Linked DNA regions of Mus musculus: all the other regions are linked to region 3. A link is a contact called in public Micro-C and promoter capture Hi-C data. All regions are on one chromosome and are shown on one strand. Each heading gives the region's core, a stretch centred on a gene start, on an enhancer-like site or on the middle of the called end of the contact. The rest is flanking DNA. Distances are from core to core; before and after follow the strand shown.

Region 1 (3,820 bases), core at 110-2,609, 320 kb before region 3:
CAAAGAGTCCAAAGACGACTCGTCCTACAGATTCATCTCCAATTTGTAAATCAAAGTATACCTAAGGAAAGTGAACAAGTCCAAGCTTAGCCTTCACAGGGGCCTTGGTAGAGGAGGGCCTGAGGAGTTACCCCATGAGTGAGAACAAAGCCTAAAGCTGTGGCTGAGTAGGGCAAAACCTTTGTACAAATCCAACAAACAGGCTGGAGAAACAGCAGCTGTTAAGAGCATCTGCTGCTTTCCCAGACCCTAGAGCTTCTGTTCTCAGCACCTAGATGGTGGCTACAACCATCTGTACACTTATGAAAGCTCTAGTAGTCTCCAACCCCAGTACTAGGGAGTACGAAATGGTGGGCCACTGCAGATAAGCCGTCCACCACTGAGCTAATAACCCCAGTAATTAATCTTGCTAAATTGTAGTCTCCCTCAAGTAGCTGGGAGTAATATATGCCACAGCACTTGGGTCCACCCCAAGAAAGGATTACAGACTGCCTTATGGCTTAGAGGAAAATTCGGTTGCGGCCAAGCCTGAAGACCAGAGACCAACGTGAATGGACTCCTGCAAACTGTCCTCTGACCTCTACGGTTGCACTGTGGTACCCGAGTCCCTCTCCCTACTAAGTAAATAATGTAACATTTTTTAAAAGTTTTCGTTCTCAAGACTATAGAATAGCAATCTGTGCTCTTTAAATGATTCCAGATTATAGAAACATACATTAAAAGGGGGACATACACAGGGAGATACACTGTGCTTGCAAGTTTAACTATATTTACTGTGTGTGCTACAAAACACACTAAACTGGAGAGACCATAGTAAAAGATTCGGCAATTCTGATCCATCACCATTTCCCAGCAATGCAGGGGATGTGCAAAGGGACCGTCCTAAGGATGTCCGTGCTGGCCGAAGCTGGGCATCCTGGGTCAGGGCGGGGGGCTGGGGGAGTCTGGGTTATTCTCTAGTCTGAGTAGATAGGGCGAGCCTGGCTTCAAGAGATCAAAGTCGACCCAAGGAAGAACTGAACAAGAACAAGGACGCTCAGGTCGGAACTACTGGGCCAGACCCGCTCCGGCTTGAGCCGGACCTAAGGCGGCGGAAGGCAGGCCTCGCTGGTGAGGGGAGCCCAGACCTTGACTGTGACTTTAGGTCCCTTCTTCTTATCGTTGGCCACGGAGGGTCCGGGCAGCAAAAGGAAGACGACGGAGCCCACGATGAGGGCGGCGGCGAAGAGCACCTTCATATTGCGCTCCGAGAGGCGCAGCATCCACCGGCAGCAGCAAGAGCGGTCGGGCAGCCCGGACCGGAAAAGGGTGTGGACGCGCAGCGTGCGCGTGGCCGCCCAGGCGTGGGGTGGACCCGGGGCCGCGGGCGGTCTCGTAGCGCCAGGAGCGCGCCACGTTCTCCCTGCGCAGCGACGCCGAGTGGTAGGCGCTGCCGGGGGCGGGGCTGCGGGTGGCTGCCACGTTACAGCCCTCTGATTGGGTATGTCAAGGCGGTGCGCAAAGGCAGCGTTGGGATTGGTATCAGAAAGAGAGACTACGCACCCCAGCGTGCCTTGCGACCCCACCTGCCCATCCAACTTTCAGACTTTTGTCACGGCGTGCAAAGACCAGTCGCTGCCAAATTTGGAGGTGGTCTTCAGAAGACTGGACACACTTAACCTTAGTACTAGGGGTTGAATTTAGCGGTTGAGCGTTACAGCATAGCCTTCTATATCTTCTATAATGCCTTGCTTGGGGACCGGGCGTAGTGGCTCACACCCGTCATCCCAGCACTGGGCAGGGTGAAGTAGGATGGTAAAAAGTTCAAGGCCAGCCTGGGCTACAGAGTGACTACTAGTTCTTTTTGGACTAGAGTGAGACCTTGTCTTAAAACGAACACGACCAGTCATGGTTGCACGTCTCTTTAATCCCAGCACCTTGGAGGAAGAAGCAGAAAGATTTCTGTGAGTTTAAGGCGGCTTCTATGTAGTTAGTTTCTGGCTATTAAGCATAATATAGTAACACCTATGCCCGAGAACAAAAAAGGGGTGGAGTCGAGGGGTGAAGAGATGGCTCAGTGTTAAGGTTCTTGCTCCACAATCATGAGGACCTGAATTTGGACCCAGCTCTAAAAGCAGATCATGGCCATACTTTATGACTCTAATCCTAGTGCTGTAGTGGTGCTGGACATAGGCGGGTCTGGTAGCCTTGCTTGCTTCCAGACTAGTTCTTTGATTGAGGTAGAGATCCTGTCTCAAAATGAAGGCCCAGAATGATAAGAGCTCTACACATAATGTGCATGCATTACACACACACACACACACACACACACACACTGCTTCCATTTTTAGTTTTTACTAATTTACTACTCATCTTTGTCTTGGAATCCTGTGCTTAACTGCTGTGTGCGCCTATGAAAGGATGCATTCTGTTGGATACTTTGGTATTTATCTTTTCCTTTTTACAATGTCTCATTGCATGTGAGTGGGTAGACACGTAGTTACCTGCATGTGGAGGGAGTTTATTCTCTCCTTACATCACAGGGACTCTGAGGGTTGAACCCATGTCCTTTGGCTCAGAGGCAGCAGGCAACTTTACTGAACCTGAGTTATCCTACCGGCTCCTGGTGTTAAATTTCTTTTCTTCGCACTTTGTTTTAGGAGAATGAGCCCTTGCTGCACATAGTCTTTACATAGCTCCCCTAGCCTGTCTCCAGGGCTCGGTGCTCAGCAGGTATTGGTTGGGGTGGCTTCACATTAACATAGAAGTGGAAAATAACATATACAAAGGTCTGTGGCTGACTGCCTTTTCTTTTTCATAGCTGCAGGTGCTTCCATGGGCTGTTTTCGGTTGTAACACACACTTGGTGTTGCTCCATTCTATAGTGCACACACTTTGGCGTTTGGAGTCTTACACTGTGCTGATTCCAGTGATATTTACCCTATAGGCTCGGGCATTTGAATGCTTGATCTCCAGTTGTGCTGCTGTTTGGGCAGGCTTAGAAGGTGGGGCCTTGTTGGAGGAAGCTCATCACTTGGTAGGATATGAGGTTTCAAAGCCCTGCACTATTCCTAGCTAGTGTTCTGCTTCCTGCTTCAGGTTCTGGATATGAGCTCTCAGCTGTTCCTGTTGCCAGGCAAAGAGGCAAGAATAAAACTCAGCTCGGCATGACCTAGCCAGGCTAGTTCGACTTTCTGGGGTCTGACACCAACCAGTGTAGGTTTTTCATACTTGAGTAAAACCTTGGGGGGAAAAGTTTCCTTGTGACAGCTATCACAACAAAGCTTAAGGTGTGCCTGCAGTGGAACTCCCTTGCAAAGCACATGTCCTTTGCAGAGCACTTATGTCCCTCCTTCCACAAGAACAGGCTCTAGTGACTGACAGGCAGTGCTCAGAACAAGAGCCTAGGGAGCAAAGGTTTCTAATAAGCAGAATAGCAAACTCTTTTTCAAAACGCACAGGACCTCTTTCATAGGGGTTATACTGACTCAGAAACAGTGCCCAGGCGTCTGGGGGATTCTGAGTGAAGGCTGTCTTCACAGAATAGCAAAGGTCGCTAGGTTATTTCTTCCACTGGGAAAAAAACAAAACAAAAACAAACCCTGTGTGTTAAAAAAAAATTCTGGTTTATCTGGTCTTGTTTATTAAGTAGGTAGACTTCTCACCCTCTACACATTTTTATAGTTTGAAACTATGTAGCTTGGTCTGTGTATGGTGTGCAGTGAGTGCTCTCAAGTCCCGAGTCATCTCTCCAGCCCCCTAGAAAAGGAGTTTCAATGGTGAATCCCACAATGGGGCTGGCCTGGCAGTGGGAAGCAAGCATGGTCAAGACTGGCTAAAA
Region 2 (4,177 bases), core at 227-2,726, 260 kb before region 3:
TGGGAAAGTCACAGACTAAAAATACAGCACAACATAGCATAGCTGCTGTCTCAAATTATGGGAAACTTGCACAAGAAGGAATGAGTAGTGATACTGTAAACCTGGTCAAAGTGTCATGCTCTTTGGAAATGGGCCTAAGTGGGAAACCTGCTATTGTTTTTTACTTAAAGACACGTCAAGCTGCCTACTAAATATTTATGTTTAGACCCATATATTAGTGCTGTTCTCCACTTTTGCCAGAAAAGTTTCTGAGAGACTCCAAACTGCTGAGTGCTTCCCCTAGTGGGCTATCTCTACCCTCCAGAAAAGCTCAAGGGCATCACAGAAGGAGGTGTGGGAAGAACGTAAAGGCTGAGGATGGAAAAGAGTGCTATATAAACGACAGTCTTTGGGACAGGACATGGCCACTGCACTCATCAACTTACAGCAGCCAGCCAATAACTCCAGTGTGGGTGGGGGATGCTCCTGAGGCTCAGCTGAGGAGTGAATGACAACTGATGGTTGCTGGAGGAAGAGGAAGTCAGTTTATTTTGGCTTATGCTCTTGAAGGCAGCACTAACTGGACTCAGTGGGTTATTCAGAAGAGGAGGAGGAAGAAAAGGAAAAGATGAAGGTGAGAGGAGCATTGTTGGAAGAGGTCCAGGAGGAGTTGGAGGGTTAGTAATATAGATTTACACACACACACACACACACACACACACACGTCAAATAAACAAGAAATATTTTAACAACATAAAAATGAACAGTACTCTACAGAGTAGATGAACTGTTTCAACTTAAAAGCTTTCATTCTGTTACTGTCACCTGTGCATATCACTGTTCCTTGCTACTACTTCATAGTTGCCCTCTAAACAGTTCCTACATCATACACCTTCCAGCTCACCTTCTTCATTTGAGGGTGACCCTGTCTGAAAAGGCAACTTTATAAATAGTACTATGACAGAAGGGGGATTTTCCTTAACTTTTTGTTTTGTTTTTGAGGATGATGTCTCATTTGGTAGACCAGGCTAGCCTGGAATTCACTATGAAACTCAGGCAAGCCTTGGACTTCTGGTGATCCTCCTGCCTTCTGCTTATACAATGCTGAGAATACAGAAATGGGCCACTATGCCTGACAAAAAGGGTTTTGAAAAGGCAGTTTCTAATAAAAAAAAAGGAGACACCCATGACTGGGGCATAATTTTGTGAAGGGTCTTCCTTGAATGAACAGGTCCTGGATTAAAACTAAGAATAAAAGGAGGGGAAAAGCGTTTAAAAGGATGTAAGAAAACACAAGCTCTCCAGACAGTTTGGCCTACGTGAGGTGTCTGAAATTTGCAATAAAATGTTATGGGATTGAAAACAAGTAGTCAGACAAAAAGTTTGTTAACAGAGCATAGGAAATGAGGAGAGGAGCAGAGCATGTGAGGTGAGCAGACAGACAGGGAAGCACAGTGGGAGAGTTTCCCACACGGCATCACACCTCTGCTTTTATATCTGTTTCCTGTACGTAACAGGAAGCCTGGGGAGGATAAAAAAATTCCCTAGGCGAATGCTTCAATTGTAGCTAAGTGAGCACTAGAGGGCGAGCTCTCCACAGATTTACAATTTTCACACACACACACACACACACACACACACACACACACACACACACACCACACACACACAAATGATGTAGCTCTGTAAGTCCTGAGGAGAAAAAAAAAAGCATTGCTCTGGGACACAGAATAGAGAAACTATGACACCTAAAGTAGGTGTGAGACCTAGGTCTGTGCTCACTGTTCCTATTAACTCATATTAACACCATCTAGTAAAGTGAAAATGCAGCCAAGCCACCTACATTGGGCCTCAGTTTCTTATGTGAAAATAATGTGGCCATTTTAGGTAATTTGAAAAATCATTTTTGAGCTCTAAAAATTTATTTTTATCTATTTTTATTTTATTTTATTTTATTTTATTTTATTTTTGGTTTTTCAGGACAGTGTTTCTCTGTGTAGCCCTGGCTATCCTGGAACTCACTCTGTAGACCAGGCTGGCCTGGAACTCAGAAATCCACCTGCCTCTGCCTCCCGAGTGCTGGGATTAAAGGTGTGCACCACCACCTGGCTGAGCTCTAAAAATTTAAAATAATCAATATTAAACTATTAGGTCTTAAATCTTCATTTCTGTTTGTCTGCAGCTAGGTCTTAAAATGTAAATGAAAACCAGCACGTGCTGTCTCCATACTTGCTTGGATAGTCTGCACTGTAATGCAATAGGTAGGTCCTCCTCACTTTTCACAGTGGATTTGTTGTTGTTGTTGTTGTTGTTTTCAAAGAAGGGTTTCGCTACTAGGAAATGAACAAGACACAAATGTCTTCAACATGGTGGAGGCTCCCTTCAGGTTATAAGAAAAATGTGTTTGCTTTACAGGCACAACACCCCAATTTTAGGCTAATTGTATTTTGCTCAAAGAAAGAGTGTTCTCTAATTTTAGCCATTAAATAATGGTTTTAAACCTGGGCTGGGATGTTTTAATCAATGAGAGGTAGCTCATCTGATGTAGTGCCAGGAAGAACACCTTTTCCTTTGCTAACTTCCATTACAAAGTGAAGAGCACTTCTCTGAGCTATTTGACAATATATTTCCCAGGGTCTCCCTCCCTCATTACAACTTAAAAAAATATTACACATTTAAAAGCCAACAATATTAGAACTCCCATGGACACTTCTCTAGTGTGTGATACCTGAGATAGCATTTATGAGTTATGTTTTGTTTGAGACATGGTCTCACTAGGTAATCTCAATTGGCCTAAAACTTGCTATGGAGATGAGGTTGGTCTCAAACGTGGGGACCCATTTGCCTATGCCTCTAGAGTGCTGAAATTAAAGGTGTATGCTACTATACCCAATTACAAAAATTTTTATCAACACAGGGGCACATGTCTTTAGTTGCGGAATTTGAGAGTTAGAGGTATCCAGATCTCTGAGTTCAAGGCTACATAGTGAAACCCTGTCTTGATACACACACATACACCATGAGAGAGGGGGAGAGAGGTAGGGGGAGAGAGAGAGAGAGAGCGCGCTACAATATGTAGAGAAATGGAGAACAAACCTAATGGTAAGGCATATTAGATTTGACCTGAAGAGCACTTGGGCTCATGAAGCCTAACTTTGGAGATAATTCCAGTGGCAATCGCAGAACACCAACACGAGGAAGTGCTCTACTGTCATACAGGGTAGATGCTCAAAACATACTTTATAGAATAATAAAGATAATTGCCATGAGGGATAACCTACTGGGCTAATCATACTATCCACATCATGTTTTACCTGCATGTATGTCTGTGTACCACATGTGTTCCTGGTCCCAAAGAGTTCAGAACAGATCAGATTCCTTCCTTGGAACTAACGCTACAGCTGGTTATGAGCTGCCATGTGGGTGCTGAGAACCAAACCTGGTCTTCTGGAAGAGCAGCCAGTGCTCTTAACTGGTGAGCCATCTCTCCTGTCCCAGCACCCATGTTTAGTGAAACCCCTTCATTAACACAGGCCTGGCCTGATTTCCTCCTTTTACGTGTACAGAGTCATACACAAGTAAATAAATACAAGTCTCATTACTTAATGCAAATACTACTATCATCTTGCAATAACTCTTAAACTGCTGAAGAACGAAGCATCAGAAAACACAGAATTAAGATATATGAGAACATCACCAACTTACCATTCCACTCTCTCAAGTACAAAAAATGTCACTTACCTTATGATGCAGCAGATGGTACAAGTTGTAACTCACAGTGTAATGCATAGTCAGTGTTATGGGAAGAAGATGCTCACATAACCTGCCCCTTTCAACGCACCTTTGCCTAGATGTGTGTTGATAGACATGTATCTCGCAGTTCCAGTCAAACTTTTGTGCTCTCTGTAAGGTATGTGTTTTTTGGTTTCAGGATCAACATATTCCTTGGCCAGTCCAAAATCTATAATGTGTATTACATGCTCTTTCTTATTGCCTTGTCGGCCAATCAAGAAGTTCTCTGGTTTGACATCTCGGTAAATAAGATTCTTTGAGTGTACATACTCCATTCGAGAAAGCTAAAAGAAAGAAAAAATAATAATGGAAATACCTTGAAATAAGCAAGCTGGGGGAAGGAAAATCCAAAAAACTTTTTTTAGAGATGGGATTTCACTATGTAGCTTGACTGTCCTGGAACTTA
Region 3 (3,845 bases), core at 433-2,932:
CACTTGAATTCAGTGACTAGCTGCATTGTTTGCTTGCTTGCTTGCTTGTGAATATGTCTGTGGGTGCACATGTGCTGTGGTGCGTGTGTAGAGAGATCTGGTTACAACTCAAAGGAACTGGTTCTCTCCTTCCCACATATGGGTCCTGGATTTCAACCCAGGCTCTGTGTCATGCAGTTTTGCCCGCTGAGCCATCTTGCTGTTCCTGTTTTTTTTTTAAGACACGCAATAACTCAAACTAGCTTGGAACTTGTAGTTCTCCTTCCTTAGTCTCCCCAATACTAGGATTACAGAGGCAAGATACCATAACCACTCTGGTTAATTATTTTACTGTTGCCCGTTCTTCGTGCCTCCTAGGAATCAGCAGATGCATTTTCCCCTGGGTATATCTAATGTGAATATATTGTGCCTTAGAGGTTTGTATATGCTGTTCCCTCTGCTTGTTGTTTATGCTTAGGTTCTTCATGTGACTGGCACCTTCCCATCCAGGGTCTCAGTTTAAATACACCTCTTCAGAGATAGCATCTGTGGCTGTCTTAATGTAACCTCAATGGTAGTTGTTTCTGTTATCCACATGCCCTATAGGTTTTCAAGCATGCCCCACCCCCATTCCTTCTTTGGGGGTTTGTATGATTTAATATATAGTCCTAGCTAGCTTGAAACTCAGCTCTACATCATCCTCTTGAGTCCTGGAATCACAGAGGTGAGACAGATGCCTAGCTCTAGTAATGTCTGATTTCTATGTATTCAGTGGTCTTTTCCATTTACCATTCAATGTTCAGTGCATAATATAAAAGCTTTCCAGGGAAAGAACTCAGTAATTGTTTGATCAGTGGTCAAACTCTGTATATCCATGTCTTGAAAAACAGTGGGAAGCACTAAGCTTTGGGGCTCCATCTCTCTTCTGACAGTGCACATAGCACGAGTCTTGCAGCGAGGAAATCAGCAGCTATGCCTACCTAGGATGCTGTATGTCAGGCGGCTTTGAGTTAGTATTTTATTATCTGTAGTCCAGCTTGTCATGCCTCATTTTTCCTCTTCTCTGTGGCTTGTCACTCTCCTGCTTGACTCTGACTCAGAGTCTTCACACTAAAAGGATATATCAGAGAAGTGAGGTGTCCCTGAGAGCAGGCAGGAAGGGTGGAATGACAAGAGCCACCAGAAATCTCTTTCTCTGAGGTCACAGTTTGGAGTCTAGAATAAGAGGGAATTTGAGTGCCTCTTGTTCTTGCTCAGTGCCCTCAGTCTGAGTGCTTAGCTGGCAGGCAGGCACCTTTTCCTCCTCAGAACTGTCAGAGCAACATGAAGGTCAGGCAGAGAGAGACAAATGAGAGCAGCTCAGGGAAAGGAGGTTACCACGGTAACAAGCAGGCAGGCCTGCTATTTGGAAGCAGGCCTAATCTTTCTCCTCCTTCTCAGTACTGGAAGATGGGTATTGTGTAGCTGACCTGCATCCTTGGGGTGGGAACCATAATCCCTCTCTGACAGTTTCTAGTGACACAGGAATGAGCTGCTTTGCATTTTAATTTGATAAACAGAAGCCACAGTTTTCTCAGAAGTGCTAGAAACATGGCTTTTTCTGGCTCTGTTCCAGGCAGAATTCTGGTTGCCACAGACAGGAGTTTGGGATTGCTGTTTATTTCTCAATAAAGACCTTGTATATCTGTGTGCTTGTGAAACATGCCTATTGGTTCAGGAAAGCTAGAACTAGACTTAATGCAAGTTATCCTTGGGAGGTATGCTAAGTTTTGTCCTGCCTTAGAGGTTTGTATATGCCATTCTCTCTGCCTGTTATTTACTCTTAAGTTCTTCATGTGACTGGCACCTTCCCATCCTGGGTCTCAGTTTAAATACACCTCTTCAGAGATGCCATCTGTGGCTGTCTTAATGTAACTCCCATGGTAGTTTTTTTTTTATCCCTATATATACATATACATATCCACATATGTGCATATATGTGAGGATGATAGTAATATATAATAATAGCAATAATAGTACATATGCATATTTGCCTTTTGAAGACTACTGAAGCCAGGCATAGTGGCACTCACCTTTAATCTCAGCATTTGGGAGGCAGAAGCATGCAGAGCTCTGTGAATTTGAGGCCAGCCTGGTCTACATGGTGGGTTAGTTACTCTCAGAGCAATGAAGGAGAGACCCTGTCTCAACCAACACTGAGATACTCCTGCTCCCCAGCAAGCATGCAGTAATTATTTTATTTTCTGACCTCCAGCCTTATTCTTTTGTGTACCACCACCCCACCCTCCCTGATATCTCACTATGCAACCCTGGCTAGTGTGGATCTCCCATGTGGACTAGGGTGTCCTGCCTCTGTCTCCTGCATGCTAGGGTCAGAGACATGGCCACCCCACCTGGCCAGTCTTCTTACTTTTCCTGCTTGCACATTTCTTATTAACTCAGTACCTTTTGTTGTAATGAAATGCATACATAAACCTCCCTTTTCTCTCAAAACATAAATTTTAAACAAGGATAATAAATTTTCAGTGTAAAGTCATCTCGGATCTCCTTACTCAGAATGAGCTGGAATGTCCTTCCAGACCTCCCCTGTTGGTGATTGTTTAAGAATCATTTATGCTCTCATAGGTCTCACTTTAGCATTGCTGGGCTGTTCCACCCTGTGATATGACCTTGTATCTTTTTAGTCACTAAAAAGAAATAGGTTGTGGCTACTTGTCCTCAACAGTAAAGATTCTTCTTTGATGAACACTCAGGTTGTTTCTGAATCTGCTTCTCTCTAGCTATAAAGCAACAGCATTGAACAGACGGGCATGGTGGCACGTTCCTGTAATTGCTCACCTGGAAGGTGGAGGCAGGTGAATCAGGACTTGATAGTCATCCTTATCTACATAGAGAGTTCTCGCCAGCTTGGGCTACATCTGACCACCAAATTAGTTAATGAAAAAACATTGAACTGATCTGTATATCATAAATCTGTGTGCCTGTCCTGTCATCTCACTGATGTAAGGGTTTTCTGACAAGATCTTGTTGCATAGTTCATTTGCCTTGAACCCAGAGCCCCCCCTAAGAACTGAATTTACAGGCATGCCCCATCATGCCTGATTTTGTTGGGGGTGGGGTAGGTGATGGTAGTGGTTTATTTATCCATTTTAGTTCCATCTGTTTTGACACTAGGTTTCATGTAACAGTTGAGTGTGACCTGAAACTCACTATGTAGTGGAGAATGATAGCCCTTTGGGGCTTTGAGGGTGCTGGCGTTACAATCATGGACCAACACACTTCTTAATTTTTTTTTAAGAAAAAATTAATTTGCTTTACTGGAGTACTAAATAGCAAGTACCCTCTTTGACAGAATAATTAAAATTTTGATTGAATTGAAGTCTTTTAAGTTCAAAGTAATCATAGTAGAGAGTATAGAATTTGTACTCAAAATCAGTGATCTGTCAATTAAAGGGTGCCAGAAAACTACAGACAGGCAGCTGCCACACTTTCAAATATGTAGGTCATAAAGCTAACATTGATCAGAAGTAGACTCCTAGCCGGGCGGTGGTGGCACTCGCCTTTAATCCCAGCACTTGGGAGGCAGAGGCAGACAGATTTCTGAGTTTGAGGCCAGCCTGGTCTACAGAGTGAGTTCCAAGACACCCAGAGCTACACAGAGAAACCATGTCTTGAACCCCCCACCCCCACCAAAAAAAGTAGAAAACAGAAAATAAGAAATTACCTCTGAGCCAGGTGTGGTGGCGCACGCCTTTAATCCTAGCACTCGGGAGGCAGAGGCAGGTGGATTTTTTAGTTCGAGGCCAGCCTGGTCTACAAAGTGAGTTCCAGGACAGCCAGGGCTATAGAGAAACCCTGTCTCGAAA

Evidence for each region. A called contact is a pair of places that touch in the nucleus more often than the background predicts. Capture Hi-C pulls out chosen DNA fragments and counts their contacts.
Region 1: a contact with region 3 is called in a Micro-C map of palatal mesenchyme, with 2.9 times the contacts expected there. The contact joins the promoter of Ppib here to the enhancer-like site in region 3. A contact is called at or near these places in 1 of 15 datasets of contacts at CTCF or cohesin (large pre-B cells), 1 of 484 Hi-C or Micro-C datasets (palatal mesenchyme), 1 of 115 datasets of contacts at active chromatin or transcription factors (large pre-B cells) and 1 of 9 other capture datasets (pancreatic islet).
Region 2: a contact with region 3 is called in a promoter capture Hi-C map of adipose tissue. The contact joins two enhancer-like sites. A contact is called at or near these places in 1 of 484 Hi-C or Micro-C datasets (liver) and 1 of 9 other capture datasets (adipose tissue).

Annotation. Positions count from the first base shown.
Region 1 is chr9:66,057,708-66,061,527 of GRCm38.p6, reverse strand. It overlaps Ppib (peptidylprolyl isomerase B), which reads right to left and starts at 1,359. Exons shown (of 5, transcript NM_011149.2): 1 at 1,128-1,359; 2 at 1-61. The coding sequence starts at 1,262.
Region 2 is chr9:66,001,925-66,006,101 of GRCm38.p6, reverse strand. It overlaps Csnk1g1 (casein kinase 1, gamma 1), which reads right to left. Exons shown (of 14, transcript NM_173185.2): 7 at 3,821-4,055. Among named protein-coding and RNA genes, the nearest start is that of Gm22657, 52 kb to the right of the region's middle. Within about 2 kb of position 1,476, at least 58 of the 459 cell types and tissues checked have an H3K27ac peak or open chromatin away from gene starts, as enhancers often do. A contact at or near this core is called in adipose tissue, where this site is marked.
Region 3 is chr9:65,741,973-65,745,817 of GRCm38.p6, reverse strand. All of the region lies in intron 2 of Zfp609 (zinc finger protein 609), which reads left to right. Among named protein-coding and RNA genes, the nearest start is that of Oaz2, 67 kb to the right of the region's middle. Within about 2 kb of position 1,682, at least 140 of the 459 cell types and tissues checked have an H3K27ac peak or open chromatin away from gene starts, as enhancers often do. A contact at or near this core is called in adipose tissue, palatal mesenchyme and pancreatic islet, where this site is marked.